Regions from separate parts of the Mus musculus genome. Here regions 1 and 3 are each linked to region 2. Evidence: chromatin contacts called from public Hi-C data. All regions are on one chromosome and are shown on one strand. Each heading gives the region's core, a stretch centred on a gene start, on an enhancer-like site or on the middle of the called end of the contact. The rest is flanking DNA. Distances are from core to core; before and after follow the strand shown. Region 1 has its middle 12 kb from the start of Gm36260. Region 2 has its middle 59 kb from the start of Gm39032. Region 3 has its middle 32 kb from the start of Gm36260.

The links. Hi-C and Micro-C count contacts between places; a contact is called where the count stands out from the background.
Region 1: a Hi-C map of uterus shows a contact between it and region 2, with 4 times the contacts expected there. The contact joins two enhancer-like sites. A contact is called at or near these places in 1 of 484 Hi-C or Micro-C datasets (uterus) and 1 of 115 datasets of contacts at active chromatin or transcription factors (the NIH/3T3 cell line).
Region 3: a Hi-C map of uterus shows a contact between it and region 2, with 4 times the contacts expected there. The contact joins two enhancer-like sites. A contact is called at or near these places in 2 of 484 Hi-C or Micro-C datasets (liver and uterus) and 3 of 115 datasets of contacts at active chromatin or transcription factors (embryonic limb bud, kidney and neural tube).

The regions. Positions count from the first base shown.
Region 1 is chr7:71,389,953-71,393,907 of GRCm38.p6, forward strand. No RefSeq gene overlaps it. Among named protein-coding and RNA genes, the nearest start is that of Gm36260, 12 kb to the left of the region's middle. Within about 2 kb of position 1,534, at least 7 of the 459 cell types and tissues checked have an H3K27ac peak or open chromatin away from gene starts, as enhancers often do. A contact at or near this core is called in uterus, where this site is marked.
Region 2 is chr7:70,859,132-70,863,024 of GRCm38.p6, forward strand. No RefSeq gene overlaps it. Among named protein-coding and RNA genes, the nearest start is that of Gm39032, 59 kb to the left of the region's middle. Within about 2 kb of position 1,515, at least 3 of the 459 cell types and tissues checked have an H3K27ac peak or open chromatin away from gene starts, as enhancers often do. A contact at or near this core is called in uterus, where this site is marked.
Region 3 is chr7:71,409,876-71,414,026 of GRCm38.p6, forward strand. No RefSeq gene overlaps it. Among named protein-coding and RNA genes, the nearest start is that of Gm36260, 32 kb to the left of the region's middle. Within about 2 kb of position 1,751, at least 73 of the 459 cell types and tissues checked have an H3K27ac peak or open chromatin away from gene starts, as enhancers often do. A contact at or near this core is called in uterus, where this site is marked.

The DNA of each region.
Region 1 (3,955 bases), core at 284-2,783, 530 kb after region 2:
ACACGGCAGATGATTAGCCAGACCTCTGATGTTCTCTCCTATGTCTTTATTTGGGTCTTTTACCAATTCTCTAAGGAGAACTTCATACATTTCTGAATTACATTTTCCTAGGAGTCCACAAATTGTTTTTTTTTAAAAAGGCACGAATAAAAAGACAACGGCAAAACTGAACTGCAAGTTAGATCTAAACATCTCATTCCATCCCAAGATCCCTGTCACTCCTTCCCAGCCTTTGGTGACTGTAGTGTAATCACAGTGCTGGTGTGGGAAGAGCAGAGGATGTTTAAATGTCCTCTGTAGACATCATCACTGCTCTCTGGAAGTGCACAGACAAGAATGGCCAACGACTCACTAAGGTTTACATAATTCTTAGGCTCAATGCTGGATCACAACAATGAAGAACAGGATTTAGCACTATGAAAATCATAAGTGCTGAAAATGTTTGGAAAGGGGCTCATTACAAGTGCATGGAAAAAAAATCCAATTTGTAAGAAAGACTGCCACCTCATGATATAACCCGGCAAACACACCAGAGAGATTTCTTCTTACCCTGGCCACCACCCTGAAAACTATTGGGCCATTCTCAGTGGGAGGAGGGAACATCCATTATGAGTTCTCTGGATTGTGGGAACTCTCACCCTTTCTCTTAAACAAATATCAGCACCACCAAATCTGTAATTGAAGTCATTAAGATGGGCTTTTTAATGTTCAAAACAGGAACTGTTGATTATATTGTTCTGAAGCCCTAAGTTACTGTTGCAGAAAGTTCATAGGGAACAAACAGCATCAGTGTTCTTTTCCAACTCACTATGGGCAGTGTAAGGAGTAAAGGGGTCTAAAGGCACAGAATACACAAGAAATCCCAGTAAAGACCGTGAGTTCAGCCTATGCTTACTCTAGAACTGATCGACCCCTTTCATACCTGAGATGAGTGAGTAAAGGGATTATGCTGATCTGGGAGGATCTAACTCTTTGGTGTTGTATCTGCTTAAAATGCCTGGAAATAAAATTTAACCAACAAGTAAAAATGTGTACTTCAATAATCTTCTGTCCACCACTAACAGTCATGACTGGAAACTGCACACAGAGGTAGTCAGGTAGAGATGAGCAAGATAGTCCTAGCATGCAACATACCAGGACATACAACAGAACAAAGTTATCAAAAGTCCATCTGATTTTCCTTTGATGTTTGTGAAGAATTCTTTAGAATTTTCTTTCTGATAATCTCCAAGTCTTACATCACTTTCTATGTTTTTTTTAATGCAGTGACTTTTAACATTTTGACTTTGCTTAAGATGAAATATGTATGTTTTAAAAGAAGTTTACCTTTGACACAGTCAATAAAAGTCCAACATAATATATTAAACGATAAAAATAGGTATCTGAAGGTATGGTATGCTTCTCAGACTCGAGAAGTGACTTGAATTGGATTCAAGAAGGCAATGTACTTTTTTGTACTGATCTAAACCAACAAATAAAGAAAACGTCTCTAAAAGCGCAGTTCTACAGACATGAGACATCTGGACACTTTAAAAAAGGAATCCACATTCTTGGCAGTGTGTCCAAACTTGAGGGCTAAATCTTCTGAAGTTTGCACATGACCATTATGACAAAAGAGCTTCCCTACCACCAGGGGATCTTTTTCATATTGTGTCAAGGTTATCTGTTGTTCGGGATCTCTCATTCAAAAGTTGAGTTGCTGAGAGCAAAGGCAGCTTCATCCCAGAAGGCCATGGAACTTGATCCCGCTTGTTCATCCTGCAGGGAAGGTACTCCATGTAATTTGCAGCTCATGATTCGAATGCTGGCAAAGGTCACAGGCTTAGTTCAAATAAAACGCCTTCTCTATAACATTCTGGCACAGGAGGCAGAGAACGGGTAACTGGAAGGTGGGGCAACTGAAGGGAAAAATTAGCCTGAGGCCGGTCCAGCTTAAGTTTAGGGTCGCCTTATTTTTAGTAAATACAAATTACTGGAAAGAAGACCAAAAAAAAAAAAAAAAAGGCTAAAATAAAGCAAATAAAACCAGCCGGATGGCCCTCGTTTCACAGGAGGATTTTAAGTGAATCACCTAAGTCGGTCAAGCCCTCGCTAAAGGTAACTCTTGAGAATTGTCATCCTGAGAACCCAGCTGACCTGTTCTCTAGGCATTCCTTCTATTGTCTCAGCCTGTCTGCTAAAAGGAGAGAAGAGGTTCTTTTATACTTTATGGAAATTTCCAGAAGCCCTAAGCCTAGACAACCACAGCAACCAACACTGAATATACTTACTTTCAAAAGAAAATGTCTCAACATATCCGATTGCTTTCTGTTTTGTATCTCTCTCTCTCTCTCTCTCTCTCTCTCTCTCTCTCTCTCTCTCTTTCTCTCTCTCCCTCTCTCCAGTGGGAGGAAGGGAGAAGGGAGCAGAGACAGTGTCATGCTATGTGGCCCAGGCTGGCCTTGAACTCATAGCACTGAGTCTTGTGAGTATTGGGATTGTAGTTTTGTGCAAACAGGCAGGGAAATTTGTTTTATGTATCACTAATGGAAGATTTACTATGTTCAGGCTTTTGCTATTTTCCCCGTAACTCTAACTCTATAGCAATATGCCCATATGTCCTTATATCTCTAGTGGTAATGTTAGAATTCAGCCTCAAGCCTCTCTTCCTCTAAAATTCAGGAGTCCCGATAACAGCGATATCTGCTAATAAGGAATCCAAAGGAGGCATCCTCAGATGCCCCCAGAAGAATCTCAGGCCTTGTAACTGACAGCCAGGAGAATGGTGGCATTAAATTATTTTTTCAAGTATGGCTTTACCAGTTGCAGAGTTCATGGACTCTGGAAAGAAGTCAGGTGTGGAAGGAAATGCTGGGCACTTTTGCAGTGGGCTTTAGCTAAAGAGCACCTTGAAAAGCTGACTGTTAGATTTATGGGGAAGGTCTTGCCTAATGAACTTGTGAAAGTTCCCTGCAGATAGGATAGCAGGCTTTGCCTGGAAACACACTGGATTCTGGACCTCATCAAAGAAAGTCATTTGCTAGCACTCCGTATCAAAGTGCACGGCTTACAGTAAGAAGCCAGACTGTGATAAGTCTCAGAGACCAGAACGGGACTAGAAAGAGGCACAGCTAGAATCCTTCTCTAGCCAGAAAGAGGCTCCCACCAGGGAGGCTCACAGGAGTCTTTGCAGGAACTCTCTTGTTTACATTAAAAGTCATCCATTTGGGAATGGAAATGTCGAAATGCAGATTCCAAGAGCAAGAGGGCCTAATAATGATTTATAGTCCAAAACTCCTGTGTTTATGATCCTTCTCCATTCTGCAATTGGGGCTGGGATTGTAGTGGGAGGAGGGGTCAGAACCCTCATTTGGTGGGACACAGAGATTTCCCAAGTCTCTTTCTCTGATGACATAGACTAGGAATTTCTTCTAATATGGACTACTAATTACAGATTATCATAAAGAAACTGAACATTGAAATGTAAATTATGGAGATTAAAAAAATTAAGGGATGCTTTTCTGACATATTAACATAGAAGAGAAAAAATAAGACTTCTAAATCATGGATGTTATTCTATATTGTATTGAGTATTAGACATATCCTGTGATATTTTGCCCAAATAGTACAGATAAATGCAAATGAATAAACAGTAAGTGGCACTGAGGATTTGGCAGAAATAATAAAGAAAAGAAAAAAAATACATGCATATAAACAACTGAAAAGAAATAGAAGATTTAGGAAAACATAATTATACTTATATAAATATTCATATAATTGTAACAGTTGCACTTTGCCCTGCTTTTGTTCAATTATGTTCAGATTAGTTATTACTTGTTTTAAATAATGGAAACTAGGTTTTCAGTTGTGTATATGACACACACAATATGAAAAAACATATACAAATACTCTAATATATTGATATGAAAAAATATTTACACCAATGCTATGATTTATAAAATATTTTACTTTCTCT
Region 2 (3,893 bases), core at 265-2,764:
TCCGTTGGGTGTTATTTTCTTATTACCAACAGGGTTACAGCATGGACTTTTAAAATTCTGCCTGGCTTTTAAAACTATTTATTCACACCTCTCACTTGTTAATTCATTTTTAGTGCCAGTTCTTAACAATGAGCGCTAAGAAGCAAGTCTTTTATTCTATGAAACTGTTGTTAAGCTGTACAGCTTCCTTGTTGGAAAGCAGATCGAGCGCATGTACAGTGAATCTGATGAACTTTTCTTTAAGAAGAAGCTCTGTGTTCCAGAGACACCGTGGCTGTGTCTGGACTAACAGGGACTGAGAAGGTGACCTTGAATCTCTTGTAGCAAGATATTCTTCACCTAAATAAATAACTGTTAATTTTAAATATACAAAGGAATTGTGAAATATAGTTTTGAGACTAAAGGAGAGAGAAGAAAGGTCCCTACAAGCCTGAGTCTCATGATAAGAACACTGTTTAAGCACATGCAGGCTCAAGTCCAGGTGGTCTCTTTGACCCAGGGATAATTGGTGTACTAACCTTATACCGAAGGAAGATTTAGCTACACTGTGTGGTTAGGAGAAAACTGTAGTTACCTATGTAGTCATTGGAATGCCAGAGCCTGCTCAGGAGCCAACTGAAAATTAGGATTTGGGACAAACATCTCCTCCATCAGCTGTAGGGGCACCTCTGTCGGAGGATACCACACTTTTCCATTCATCCACACCCCAAAACGGCCTATAACAGAGATTTCACCCCATCAGAGACGAGCGATTTCTATGCTCATTTGTGTTTGAAACATGAAAACAACATAACAGCTGCGTGCTGGGTTGAATAAAGAAGATACACATGCATTTAAATCACTTATATCTTACTTTTTTATGATGCAATTGTGAATTATGTTCCTTTTGCATCTGTAATTAGAGGGCAGAACAGATGGCGAAGGCTTCGTTTAAAGTGATGTGTCCATTAAAATAACCTATGCTGCCAAATGATTGCTCACTGTAACAGGGTGCTCATTCTCCATGGCAGGCACTTTGCTGCACTGAAATATGTTGCAAAGGCCCCTGGACTATACGTGGTGCTTATTATTTTTAAGGGCTTTCCAATAAAAGGGTTCAGTGTAGCACAGCTAGCTCTGTACCTCATTCATCTTCCAAGCATATGTTTTACTATATTGTTCTAATTAAAAAGTGACCTTGTATATAATGATCAGAACTCAATACTGAAAATGATTCATATAGGCGCTGGGGATATGGGAAGACTGTCTCAGCCATATTAAACTGGGCAGTGAGATAGGTTTGGGGCCAGGGGCTCTGGGGGAGACATTTTTCCCAAGATCATAACTGCAAAGAATTCAGGAGATTTAGTTCATCTCTGGGACACATTATCTTCTTATTACATGTTACTTCCAGGAGGTTTTCGAGAAAAACAAAAACAAAAGCAACAAATACAAAAGGGCAAAAGTTCATAGTAAAGTTTGTTCGGAGCACAGCTTCAAACTGAGCTATTTTCCATTTGGCCAAGGCGTATTAACTTGTGTGTTGTTCAAAGCCATTAAAGGCCCATTTTGTTTAGCTTCGCTCGGTCAAGATATCCCAGATTGTTGTTGTTGTTTTTATCGCATGAGATCCTGTCTGCTATAATCATAAATATCACTCAACTTCCATTTTAATCACTTCTGGGGATGAAGAACTTTCAAACATTTCACGGCTTCCCAGAACTCTGCAAAATAATTCTGGAGCTTGTGAGCGTGGCCTCATTAGCCGGACTTTTTGAGGTCCTTAGTCCAACTACAGAAAGTCAGAAGAGAAAACACAAATGAAATTTTTGGGCAATTTCTGGGGAACAGATTTTGCAAGCCCAAACAGATGAACCATAAGTTCAGCGATGTTAAAATACCATAAGCAAAATTAAAATACCAACACTGGGAAGAGAAGAACACGCAATGGGAAAAGGAAGAGAAACTTTTCTCACCCTTACCCAGGGATGTCTTTCCTAAGCTGTCTTCAAATCCTGGGAAATTCAAGAAGGATCAAGACCAACAATAGGCAGGCAAGGGCTACGATGCCTGGTGTATAGGTAGAAAGACTGAATGATGAAAATAATATGGGCACACAAGTTATTTTAATATAACTAACACAGTCTTTTCAGTTAAAGCTTTAGGAATCATTTGTTAAGCTATTTATAGTCACATGAGTGAATAGCTGCTAGGAGAACTTTGTAATAAAGTGGATGTGTGTTGGAATCAACTTTTCTGAAGTGTTTGTGTTCCCAAAACATTGGGTGCGTTAAATCTGGCAATTCTTTTACAATCGTTCTTATAATTCAGATAGAAGTGACTAAATGCTATGCACTAGAGTATTATGAAACCTGGAAACCATAGGAATACTTGGATAATATAGTGTCAAATTTCAATAGCATCATGTAATACCGTAATATTTCAGTGTTATTATGATGTAGTCTCTGTTTGCCTACAAGAAATAAATCTTATGTTGAGGTGAGATACATGAAAATTTTTCTTCCAAAATTGCTTCTGAATAATTTATTTCTGGCAAACTGGATTCTCCCTCTTCGACATCCTTTTAAATTTGGTTAATCAATGAGAGATTCCCATACTTTGGCAGGTTTTTCTCCGCCAGCCTTTTTGTGAGTAGTTAATGATCTGTAAACAACCGTTTAAAAGCACCAGGGGACTTTACCATTTAGAAGAATTCTATAGGGAACTTTATCGTAAAAAGGAAAAGTCTTTGGTTAACACAAATACTCACCCTGAAACATTTTTTTTATTTGCCTTTAATTTTACTATAAAGTTCTTAGGGTAGAGCTACCAGTTATCACAGAGAACTTTAATTTCTGAAAGAAAAGGATATTGCAATCACCACGATCAGATTTTTCTCTGCACTGGGAGTGGGTAGTGGTCTGACTCAGAGATCCCGAAAGTCACAAATGTGGTCTTCAGGTTTCTTGTGTAGTTTTCTGTGGAATCCCATCTTCTCCTGAGCTATTCATGGGCATCACAGGCCTTCCTTGGAGCTTGTGGGTGAAGTACAATTATGGTTAAGTGAAGCTTACGTGCCTAGACCTTGCAAGTTCTGGGGAAGAAATTAGAAAGCTTGCAGGCTCTATACTCCCGTGGAAGGGATGCTGTGGAAAATCACAGCTCTCCCTGATGTTTCAAAAGCTAGGAATACGGAAGTGGACTCCCATGCTGAGACCTCCTACCTCGCTCATCTGTAATTTTCCAGTGTCCCCAAATGTCCTGATGAGGAGTTAAGCACATAAATAACACCAGTTCATAGAGAAGCCACGAGGACCTGAAGAAGGCTAATTTTGAGACGCTCTTTGATTTTGTGTGGGAAATGGAGCACTTAGTCTAGCACATATATATTTTAAAACTTTTTATTAATTCTCTGAGAATTTCATATCTTGGACCCCAATCCCACTCATCTCCCTGCCCCTCCAGAACTACACTCTGCCCTTGCAACCTTCTCCTACAAGAAAACAAATGAAAGGAAGAAAAAACAAACCAACCGAACAGCAAGACATCTCTCCACGGAAGCTGTCTTGGGTCACAGTGGGTCCCACAGGATACCCCTCTGTCCACACATCTCTAACTGCAAATGTTCATTGCTGTGAGTCATTGCTCTAGCTCCAGGCCGCTGGCTTCTGTTACACCATCAATAGTGGATCCTCGCGGGGACTGCTCTCAGATATCCTGTTGCTGTCCTGTGTTGCTGAGATCCTGTAGCTTTGGGTCTGCAGGACTGACCCTTGCACATGCTTCCGCAGTTCAGAGATAGCTTAGATGTTGAGGGGCAAACTCAGAGCCTTGGATCTGTCCTGAGTAGTGGCTGAGTTTGTCAACCCACCACATCTCCTGCTTTGCCCAGGAGAGGGGCAGGGCCCCATTTA
Region 3 (4,151 bases), core at 501-3,000, 550 kb after region 2:
ATTGCTTAGATTTGATTCAATATCTAGGAACCTTTGAAGTGGTTCTGGAGCAACAAGTAAATCACTTCGTTTCATGCCTCGGAAGGTAGATCCTTCTCTTCAGTGCTGAGCGGGAGATGTGGGGAGGAAGGAAACCATTCAAGTGCGTTATCTGCAGGGCAGAAGTTGTCACAAAACTCTGAAAAACTCTGAACTCCTTTGCAAGCAGTTCACACTAAATGGGAGGCTTGGGACAGCCTGTCCCGCTCGCCAAGGACCTGCAGATGGGTCTAGGCAGAGGGCCACTTCTCAATGAGGAGTGTTAAGAAATCCGGGTCAGGTATGGGCACAATTTTGACATCTTGTTGAAATCGGTGTCTCCTTTTGCCTGCGATGCTAAGTCTCTACTCTGGGGTCTGACCCATGGCTCTGCAGTACAGTTTGTTTATCACATACAGGTCCTTAAGTTGGAGCAACTCAGGAAGCGAGGGATTGGAAAGGAATGGAAGGGCAAGGGAAAAAGGCAAAAGCAGAAAGGGGCAGGGGCAGGGGCAGGGGCAGGGGCAGACAGCCCTCTACTGCTCTACTAGGTATAAAATGTGACTCAGTTTCTTCAATCTGGTGACTAAGCACTTAATACCCATGTAAGCTTTACCTCTCATGGATTTGTGCCAGAATTCAGAATATAGCATTGTGGTATCTGCGCAAACACAACTAGAAGAGTAGCAAGAAAATCAGCCAGGTAAAGTGCTGTCTGTCCTTCAGTCTCCTGGTCCAAAAATACCCAGATTACCCCCATACTGAGACATAGATCCCTGTGATAACATCAGATCACAATGTTAGCTCTTGAGTTTGTTTCAACACTGCCTCTGTCTCTTAAGTTTGGGGATTCTATGTGCTACTATGCCTGGCCCATACTATTATGTATTTTTAATGGGATTCTTTTCACTTCCATTTCCAGGATGAACAACTGTGATAAAGTAGTGGAATACCAAAAATAAAACTTTGCCCGAAATGATTTCAGCTCTTTCAGCCTGGTCCTCTTAAAAAACAACATACAACAACAATCGACAGATTAAATACGTAAGATCACCTGAGAATCATGATTTTCCCCCCTCTGTGGTTTATTCAGAAGTCAATTTGAAAATTATGAGAATGTATAATAACAGAAAGGTTGAAGGAAAATGCTCCTAAGTTAGTTCCTGTGTTTGATTTACTTAGAAGGGACACTAACCCCCGTAGAAAGGTGGTATCAGCTACTCCCTGAATGTCAGCTGCAGGCTTGCTTTCTACAGAGTTGCCCATGAGGGACAAATGAGGGAACGAAAGCAGATAAGTTCCAGAAACAGTCTGTTGGGTTTTTGTTTGTTTGTTTGCTTGTTTCTCAAAAAAAAAAAAAAAAAAAAAAAAAAAAAAAAGAGTGACTTTCGCTTCACTTAGTGGCTTTAAGAGCCGGGTGCACAGACTAAGGTTACAAAGTAGCCTTGGCGTCCCTTACATTGTTCTTTACAGGCTCTTGACACAGGCTCTGTGACTAACAGAAAGAGGCGGATCTTGAAGCAGATTGATCTAGAAACAAGGGTCCCCGAGAGCAGTTTCACTAGCGACTTGGGAGTCTAGAATGAGCCCCCAGGCTCCTCCGCCTTCCTCATGCCAGAGCTGCGGAGCCAGGAGCCAGGCTTTCCACCTCAAGCATCAAGGGCTATTGTAACAGCAATGTGCTAAAGCGCCACAATGGAGGATTAGGATAGAGACCGGAGGACTGACCTCTACTAAAAATAAAATTTGGCTCCCCTTGGGAATTCCTTCATGGATTGTGCAACCATGTACAGAATGCTTCAGGGACCGGCATATTTTCTGCCTCCCCCAACCCCCCAACCCCCCTTCACCAACAGACTTGGTGTACTCTGCCGTCCACACTGAAGACCACAGCTGTTTTGTTTGGACAGGCTGGTCTCAAAGTTTGAGCTTGCACACAAAAGGCTTATCACCGACACCAGCCTTTCTCTGACAGCTGTTTTCTTTCCCAGCCCCAGGGCTTTGGTTAAAGGAAGAAAAAAAAGGGGGGGGGGTTGCTGAAGAGAGAAACCGGGTTATCAGTAAACTCCAGTAGATACCTGCCTTCGAGACCTGAGGGAGACTCTCACACACTTTAATGCCACGCCGAACAACTAGTTTGATAAACTATTCATTCTCTCCTTAAAAGATGGTGTGGAAGCTGAGCCCAAATTACTTCCTATTAAAAAAAAAAAAAAAAAAAAAAAAAAGGCGAGGTACATTACAAGGGCTGCTATGCACGGAAAAGCGTGCCTGTGATCATGAGTTTGTGAGGTGTATCGTATCCCAGTAGCATGAGGCTGGCTGGAGGGAATCAGCTCCAGGTATGTGCGTGCTGCATCTAGGAGAACTGATAAAATCAGGGTCCTGTCAGCTGTGTAAATTGAGAGGAAGAGCCAACTTCAGCGGCTTCCTTCGGGAAGGTTGGTTTTGTGCTGGCGAACTGCTCCCCCTGGTGGATCCGCAGCTGCCATGTTCACAGAACCGTTCTGCAGGGACCAAAGGCGGTTAGAGGCAAACCCTCTGGAGGAAAGTTAACTTCAGGGCGCCCTCATCAATTCCAGCAGAATCCCTCCTGTGTATCATTGAGACTCTCTTATCTTCCCACCTTGTCACGTCCTGTGTCTGTTCTTCTTACCAGGGTCTTGTTGATTTGACGGGCATGAAAAAAAATCTCTTTTTGGTTCTCTATTTTATTTTATTTCCCTTTAAAAGTAAATCTAGATATATACAAGAAGGAAATTACCCACAGAGGGAACATTTTATTGTGACACCACTGTTTTCCATACACCCTATCCACTGTTGGGCATCTCGTTCATTCATACCTAGGCTCCTTGTTGTACTTATATGTTCTATAAGTTATATGAATTCCTGAAGACCAACTTGTTCCCATTAGTATACATTTCAGTGCTGATGTAAATAATTGATGTTGTTGTTTTTACTAAGAATGTTTTCTGTGTGCCCTGCTATGCAAGGATAGGAGGTGATGTTAACTGGGCATGGACAATTGTCTAGATCAAGTCTCTCACTTTTGAACATTCTGTAAAGTCAAACTGCAGCCTCTTTTCGAACACTTTATAAGCCAAATAAGGAGGGATTTTAAATATTTATTTAACAAGACATATTTTAAATAACCTACATATGTAAATAGAACGTTCTTAGCCTGTACATTATTGCCAGGTCGATTCTCATGTTCTGATATATAATTAATTACAGGCTTATTCCTCTGTAAACCAAAGCAGGAAATAATTCAGAGATGCCAGGTCACCAATGCCAACGAAATTGTAATACCTTCTTTTCAGCAGAATCGGCAAAAGAAATGTTGAGACAGTAATATCTGAGGTGTTCCAGGGAAAGTCTGTCTAGACGGTTGCTTGTTATCCTCATTTTGTCGCTCTCTCCTGATGCCCTCTGAGTCCTGAGACCTTCTCTCTCTGCTACCTAGGTGAGCTTGGAATAAGCACCTTCTAAGTTGAAAGCGAACTACCACATGGGTTCTGCGGATTGAACTCAGTTCACTGGGATTTTTCAGCAAGCTCCTCTTCTCCACTCAACCATCTTGCCAGCCCTTACACTTAATTTTTGATTGTATAAAATAAGTGTATTGTTATTTAAGTCCATGGTGTCACAAGTGTGTCCATAAAGCCAAAAACCTACATAAAATATTAAACTCAAACTCTGTGGAGTATCTTACCAGCTCAACCTCAGTGGGTTAATATTAACTTCATAGGAAAATGAAGGAAAGGCGAAACTATGTTAGTCTGTAGCTAACAATACAAATGAAAAACACTTAGGAATAATTCGTTCATGTCACGAGGACACACCAACCCACTGAGTGACAAACCTCCATTAGCAGCCCTGATCACACTTTCCCACACTCAGCACTTAATGCTCAGTGGACACTTTTGCTGTACTATATCAATAGATACTTTAAAAAATTGGGCATATAAACTAAGGGGAAAAAACAAAGCTGTTTGGTAGTTTGAAATGATGACATTGGGTTCAAAAATCTATGCCTGCATTGATATTATATCTCAGTGGTTAACATATATTGTCTATAGATAAGGGAATGGGGCTTGTGGAATATGAATCGCAACAGCTTCTTAAGTGAGTGC